Regions from separate parts of the Sus scrofa genome. Here region 1 is linked to region 2. Evidence: chromatin contacts called from public Hi-C data. All regions are on one chromosome and are shown on one strand. Each heading gives the region's core, a stretch centred on a gene start, on an enhancer-like site or on the middle of the called end of the contact. The rest is flanking DNA. Distances are from core to core; before and after follow the strand shown. Region 1 overlaps IL1R2 (interleukin 1 receptor type 2). Region 2 overlaps IL1R1 (interleukin-1 receptor type 1).

Region 1 (3,140 bases), core at 616-3,115, 120 kb after region 2:
ACAAACACACAAAAAAGGTACAGGCTTCACAGATTCACAGGCCTGAATCTAAACCCCAGCCTGACCCAACTGTGGCTTTTTGACAGACACTGAGCCAGTGACCAGTAGGGCACCTTTCTTCTGGAAATTGGGAGAAGTAAGATCTTCCCACAGATTGGATGTTGGCATCAAATGGCATCTTATTAGACTTAGCAGTGTTCAATAGTAATAATAACATTCAATAATGTTCAGTAAGAAAGTGTGTCAGCCAACACAGGAAAAAATGGTGGAAAATGGCAAACTCTCAACCATTTTCATTATCTCCCTTGACCCACTGACCAGCTGTTGTGGCAACAGGAGACTGTCTGGGATTGGGGTGGGAGCAGGAACATGGAATCAGGGAAACACAGAGCACCAGCCAAGTGTTGGCAAAGTGATTTATTTTTTTGCTTTTAAGGGCCGCACCCACAGCATATGGGAGTTCCCAGGCTAGGGGTCAAATCAGTGCTGCAGCTGCTGGCCTACACCACAGCCACAGCAACACCAGATCTGAGCCGTGTCCACAACCTACACCACAGTTCACAACAATGCTGGATCCTTAACCCACTGAGCAGGGCCTGGGGTCATCCTCAGGATACTAGTTGATTTTGTTTCCACTGCACCACGACAGGAACGCCCAAGTGAATTATTTTAAATATACTGCAGGCGCGGACCCTTAATCTTTTCCCACTGTGTATAACTACCAGAATGGTCTGATGTTTGCCTTGAGATTTTTGTAGGTGGGGTTTTCACAAAGCAAAATATACCTGTTTCCAAAAGGCCATTTCTGACAGTGCTGGACAAAGGGAAATGTTCCCTGGCCTTTGCTATTTCAGCCTCTCCCACTGCAGAGGGTCTCCACCCAGGACCTGCACACACCCCAGGGCGGGCGTGGTCGATGACACAGGGGTCGCAGGACCCGACTTTGGGACAGCAGGCACCCGTGGGGATCATGGCCCTTACCCAGTGAAGCAGATATGGTCTGGCGTGGGGAGATAATCACGGGAATTGTCTCCTCTTCTTTTTCTGAGAAAGACACAAGGAAGAGAGTCAGGGAGGAAAGCCTTCATTTGAAATGAGGGTGAAGTTCTATTGTTTAGCTAATTAACTGAATTGTCCTCTGCAACAGGGCCAGCATTTGTGAGGCTTGGAAAGGAAACTGGTTCTCCACCAAATAGAGCCTCTTGGGCCAATGCCTTTCCCAGAAGACAGATTCCTGGAAGAAGCCACAGTTAAACACACATTCCACCAACAGATGGGGTAGTGGTTAACCATTTCCCTCCCCAGCCTCCTGGAGGAACACTTAATAGGAACATTCACCATGTCCACCAGAAAGGTTTTACCCTAAAGTTTTCTGGCCCTAAAGTTCATCCCCCCACTCCAGCAGCACTTCCCCAAGTGCCTGCAGCAGGACACTGGCGTTACCTACAAAAAATTCAATATGAAAAAGGCACAGGGGCTCAGGAACCACCTGTCTGAGATGCTCACTCCACACTGAGGGACAAGCAGAGTGACCCAGCTTGGGGAAAGGGTCCTGCTCACTGAGAAGACTGGCACCTCAGGGAGGAATCAGAACCCAGCTCTCCCAGAGTCAGGTCTCCTGGCAGCTTGAAGAAACCCCGGGCCGGAGAACTGGAGCCAAAAGGACAGCTTGGGGTGGATGAAGGGCTGCGGGTCTCCACCTTCACCTCTTAAAGAGCATTTGAAACCCTAACAGGAGGAAGCATTAGGCAGCATCCCAGGAGAGCCCAGGGAGCAGTTGGCTTCTCCACCGTGACGGTGACCAGGAGCCTTTCCCTCCCCAGTCACAGGGCTGCTGCAGGGAGGCTGGGGAGCAGGGAGGGGGAAAGGAAGCTTCCAGGACTAGATACGTCAGTGGGTCCACACTCTCTATGCATCAGCATTGCCTGGAGGCTTATTAAACACAGATTGCTAATCGTTTCTAATTCAGGAGGTCTGGGATGGGGCCTGAGATTTTGCATGTCTAATGATACCCAGGTGATGCGCTGGGTCTGAAAAAGGACCACCGTTTAGGAACAATGGAGACAGCGTAATCATGAAAGAATAATGCGTGGGTTGGCGCACCCTTGTGTTCATATGCAGTATCACACGAATAGGCTAATCCTGGGCCCCTTCAAAATCGCAGGAGTGGAGGGATTCTGCCATCTTCCACTCCCCCGTCAGGGAGCAAGGTGTTAATGTGCACGAATCCTCATAGAACAATCAAAGAAAATAGAGATTTCCGCTCGTAGGAGGCACGATTTTCCCTAAAGTAACTCTGAAGCTCTGGACCCTCTGGGAGAAAAAAAGGTCTTTTTCCCTCATAGACCAACAATGTAACCTTAATCGCTGTAACGATTAAGGTTCCGACCTTAATTGTTGGAACTATGAAGGAACTATAGTGGAAGAGAGATTTGGAACTATGCAGAGCTCTCATCAGTTGTGTCGTCATTCCGTGTATAAAAGTGCCATATTCTCCAGAACAGGGGCCAGGACTTCAAACCTTGTGTGGCCCTTCCCCTAGCCTTGACATCCAGCATGTAGGAGGTTTGGAAGAAATGATGGACAAATTTGACATACTGGTCAATATTGTCCACAATGTAATTTTTAGGTAGAATTCATTTAAACCAATGAGAGCCCTCCCTTTTCTATAAGCCTGGTTTCATAGGTAACTAGACATGCCCGGGGAAGACCAAAAAGGGCAATTTTCACCCGCCCTGCCAGTGCATAGCCTTGCAACTGAAAAATCCAATACAATCCTAGTATCCTAGAATCATACCTAAAGTTATGGCAACTGTTCTGACGGCTGGACCTGGAGGTGCAAAGGGACCTTCCAAGTGAGCCAGCATTTGGCCCCCTCTAGTGGTATGTGTTTTAGCCTCAGACTGGGAACCCTGTCAAATACCTGGGGATTCACTTTTCCTCATGAAAACACCCTGCTTCCTACATTTCCAAGTGTCACACGTCTCAGAAGCCTGATACTTAGATGTCATATCTATTTTCCTTTTGTACAAAGATAGTCAAGGAATTCTAGGTGAAACCCGACTTTTTTCCTTGCACACTTGTCACTAAACCAGGGTGAAGAAAGGCATCTTCCATGGCTTGTACTTACTTTTGATACG
Region 2 (3,172 bases), core at 108-2,607:
TTCTTAGGGCTACACAGCAGGATCTCATTGCTAATCCATTCCAAAAGCAATATTTTGCATTTACCCCAGACTCCCAGCCCATCCCACTCCCTCCCCCTCCCCCTTGGCAGCCACAAGTCTATTCTCCAAGTCCATGATTTTCTTTTCTGTGGAAAGGTTCATTTGTGCCCTATATTATATGGTGATATCATATGGTATTTGTGATATCATATGGTATTTGTCTTTTTCTTTCTGACTTACTTCACTCAGTATGAGAGTCTCTAGTTCCATCCATGCTGCTGCAAACGAAAGGGACTTTAGAGGCACTGAGCCTTTGCATTTGGGAACAGCATGATCCCAGCCAAGGACTATAAGTCCAAAGGATGACTTATGGGCAGAACCCCTCCCTGGACATCAGGACAAGCCACACACCATCCACGGCCATCCACCTCCACCACCTCTGCAGAACTCCAGCCCAGAAAGGAAAGGCCATTTGGAGAGAGAAAAATTCTAAATAGATCATGCTGCTACCCACAAAGAGACTGAGTCTTTTACCCAGGGAGACTAAACAACTTTGCTTTGGCAAGGTTTTTTTTTCTGGCTTCAGATGGAAATGAGGATTCATGAGCTAAGGTGCCTTCAGCTGTGGAAAAAAAATAAAAAATTATTACATGTTGCACACAGGGCCTCTGTGATTCTGGCTACGCTTATTTTTTATTTATGGAACTGCCAGTAACTGTTCACAGAACCAGAGCGTTCCCTGAGACAGATTTAAAAACCGCTGTCCTAGATGGACTTCCTTCTATGGCCTCGTTTTTTTGGCTCCTTTCACACATTTTCCATCCCCTGACCTCCAAATAACCACTTTTTAGATCTGTGTCTCTTCCTACCTCCCATCACTGCAATTTCTCAGTTTTAATCAGCTGAATGTTCTCCCTTTCTCTAAGCAGTTTTATGTGGGCTCCTGTTATCCTCCTTCTACTCAAGTTCCTCTGATTTTTTTAAAGACCTTTACCCATCAGGCATCCACGTGTGCACTAAGAGATGAGAGCTGGGGAGAAAGTATAAAATATCATAAGACTTCCACAGACAATAAACTATGCCTTAACCTCCTTTGCAGGGGAAGAAGAAAAGACAGACATGGCAGGCAGCCCTGCCAACTCTTAATTCTAATTTCAGCTTTCATGTTGCTCAGTGAATGCAAATGACCACAGAGGCTTCTTGGACCTGATTTTTCCCACATTAACACAGAAAGAGCACAGTAAGTTCCTGAGGCCAATAGACTAGTAACTTTCAAGAACTGGTAACACTTAACAGAACTGGACTAGTGGTCCCTCTCTTATACCAGCTGTTTTTGGTCTGATGATTGCTTCAACACACAAAACAAAAGCCCCAATAGTCAAACCATTCATCACCATCCAAAGGCAGCTGTCATCGACCTTCCTACATCATCCAAGAAGAGCTGATTGAAACCTTAGTCATATGCTAGACACATAACAAAAGTTCTGCTTTCATTAAACACAGTTGTTGTTTTTTTTCTTTTGTTTTGGGTTTTGCTTTTTAGGGCAGCACCCGTGGTATATGGAAATTCCCAGGCTAGGGGTCGAATCAGAGCTGCAGCTACCAGCCTACACCACAGCCACAGCAATGCGGGATCCCAGCCACATCTGTGACCTACACCACAGCTCATGGCAATGCTGAATTGTTAACCTACTGAGCGAGGATCCAGGATCGAACCCTCATCCTCATGGATACTAATTGGGTTTGTTTCCTCTGAGCCACAAAGGGAACTCATTAAATGCAGTTTTAAATCTAATATTCTTTATTTGTAATTCCCACCATCTTTGGTTCTCTGCAAGTTTCTGTAATTCGTCCCTCAGTTTGTCACTTTCCCTATTCCCCAAGCACCTTCCAAAATCCGGATTTTCACATTGCATGCAACTCTTTGATCCTTTCTGAACATAACTGCCAATTTATTTTCCCTAAGTAGTTTGTGTTGAATACGGTTATTGTGTAGATTAAAGATGGCTGAAAACCTGTCACTCCTCCTCTAATTAAGAGGCAAAGTCTGATTTTCCTCCCTTTGAATCAGTGACTTACTCAACCAATTCCAACCAACAGGATGAGGTGGAATTGGCATTCTGGGACTTTTGACACAAGGTCATCAAAAACCTTGTCGCTTCTTCCCAGGCTTCTTGGTACACTAATTCTTGGTGCCCAAAGCAGCCTAACAAGAAGTATCACTCTCCTGAGACTGCCACACTATTAGAAACCCTAAGCCACATGGAGGCCAACATGGATGCACTCCAGTCCACAGCCCCAGCTGACCGCCAGCGTCTACCCCAGCCATGGAAGCGCCAGCCATCTTGGATCTTAAGCCAATCAACTCTAGTCAGCTTCTATCACAGGAGAGGCCCCAAAGGAGAACTACCCAGCTGAATCCCATCAAACCACAGAACTATGAGAGATAATAATAACCGTTGTTAGATTCTAGCATGATAATAGACAAAGCAATGACCACACTCAGGAATGCTCACGATTCTCCATGGCCTGTCCTGACTATATAGAGTCAGCCTGGCATGTGAGATCACTCAAAATTAAAATGACATCTATCCCCGGCATCACCTCTGAACAATACCCAGGTACGGAGTTCCTTAAGATTATTGATATGACTTTCTCACCAGAAAATAAAGAAAAAATGAGAGTTATGAAATGGCCAAGTAGATTTAGCTTTCAAAATACTATTTTGAGTAAAAGAAGTAGCTATAACTTCATACTTTTCAGCAAATGCTCACTGCAAGAATGATTAGAAGAATGATTATTTTCTAGGGTTGTTACTCAATAATTTCCCAAGAAATAGCGCAGCCCATGAGAACTAAGCCTCTGACAGCAAAAATATCCGCAAGAGTAAGAACAGACCATGCCGTCTGACAATAGAAGCAGAAGGAAAATCTGGGCAGACTCCAGAGTACCATAGCTATTGAATCATTAAAATCATTTCCCCCAAATCCAAATATGACCTTAAGATTTACCCATTCCTTCCTCTCGTTTTTCCTAAGAACAAACAATTTGGCAACACCTCAGCAGCTGGTGAGCTGCTATCCAACAGTAATTACCCTTCTCCATCACTGCTCTGAGGGTGGTTGAAAGCTGGGTCCAAGGGTTGGCAGAAGAGGCCATAGTCCACTGATTC

What was found. Hi-C and Micro-C count contacts between places; a contact is called where the count stands out from the background.
Region 1: a Hi-C map of subcutaneous adipose tissue shows a contact between it and region 2, with 2.2 times the contacts expected there. The contact joins two enhancer-like sites. A contact is called at or near these places in 5 of 47 Hi-C or Micro-C datasets (blood, embryonic fibroblasts, epiblast stem cells and 2 more) and 1 of 2 datasets of contacts at active chromatin or transcription factors (skeletal muscle).

What each region holds. Positions count from the first base shown.
Region 1 is chr3:52,373,641-52,376,780 of Sscrofa11.1, forward strand. IL1R2 (interleukin 1 receptor type 2) reads right to left here. Exons shown (of 9, transcript NM_001243363.1): 5 at 3,131-3,140; 6 at 982-1,044. Among named protein-coding and RNA genes, the nearest start is that of IL1R2, 30 kb to the right of the region's middle. Within about 2 kb of position 1,866, at least 19 of the 83 cell types and tissues checked have an H3K27ac peak or open chromatin away from gene starts, as enhancers often do. A contact at or near this core is called in subcutaneous adipose tissue, where this site is marked.
Region 2 is chr3:52,256,519-52,259,690 of Sscrofa11.1, forward strand. The region is part of intron 1 of IL1R1 (interleukin-1 receptor type 1); the gene reads right to left. Among named protein-coding and RNA genes, the nearest start is that of IL1R1, 77 kb to the right of the region's middle. Within about 2 kb of position 1,358, at least 9 of the 83 cell types and tissues checked have an H3K27ac peak or open chromatin away from gene starts, as enhancers often do. A contact at or near this core is called in subcutaneous adipose tissue, where this site is marked.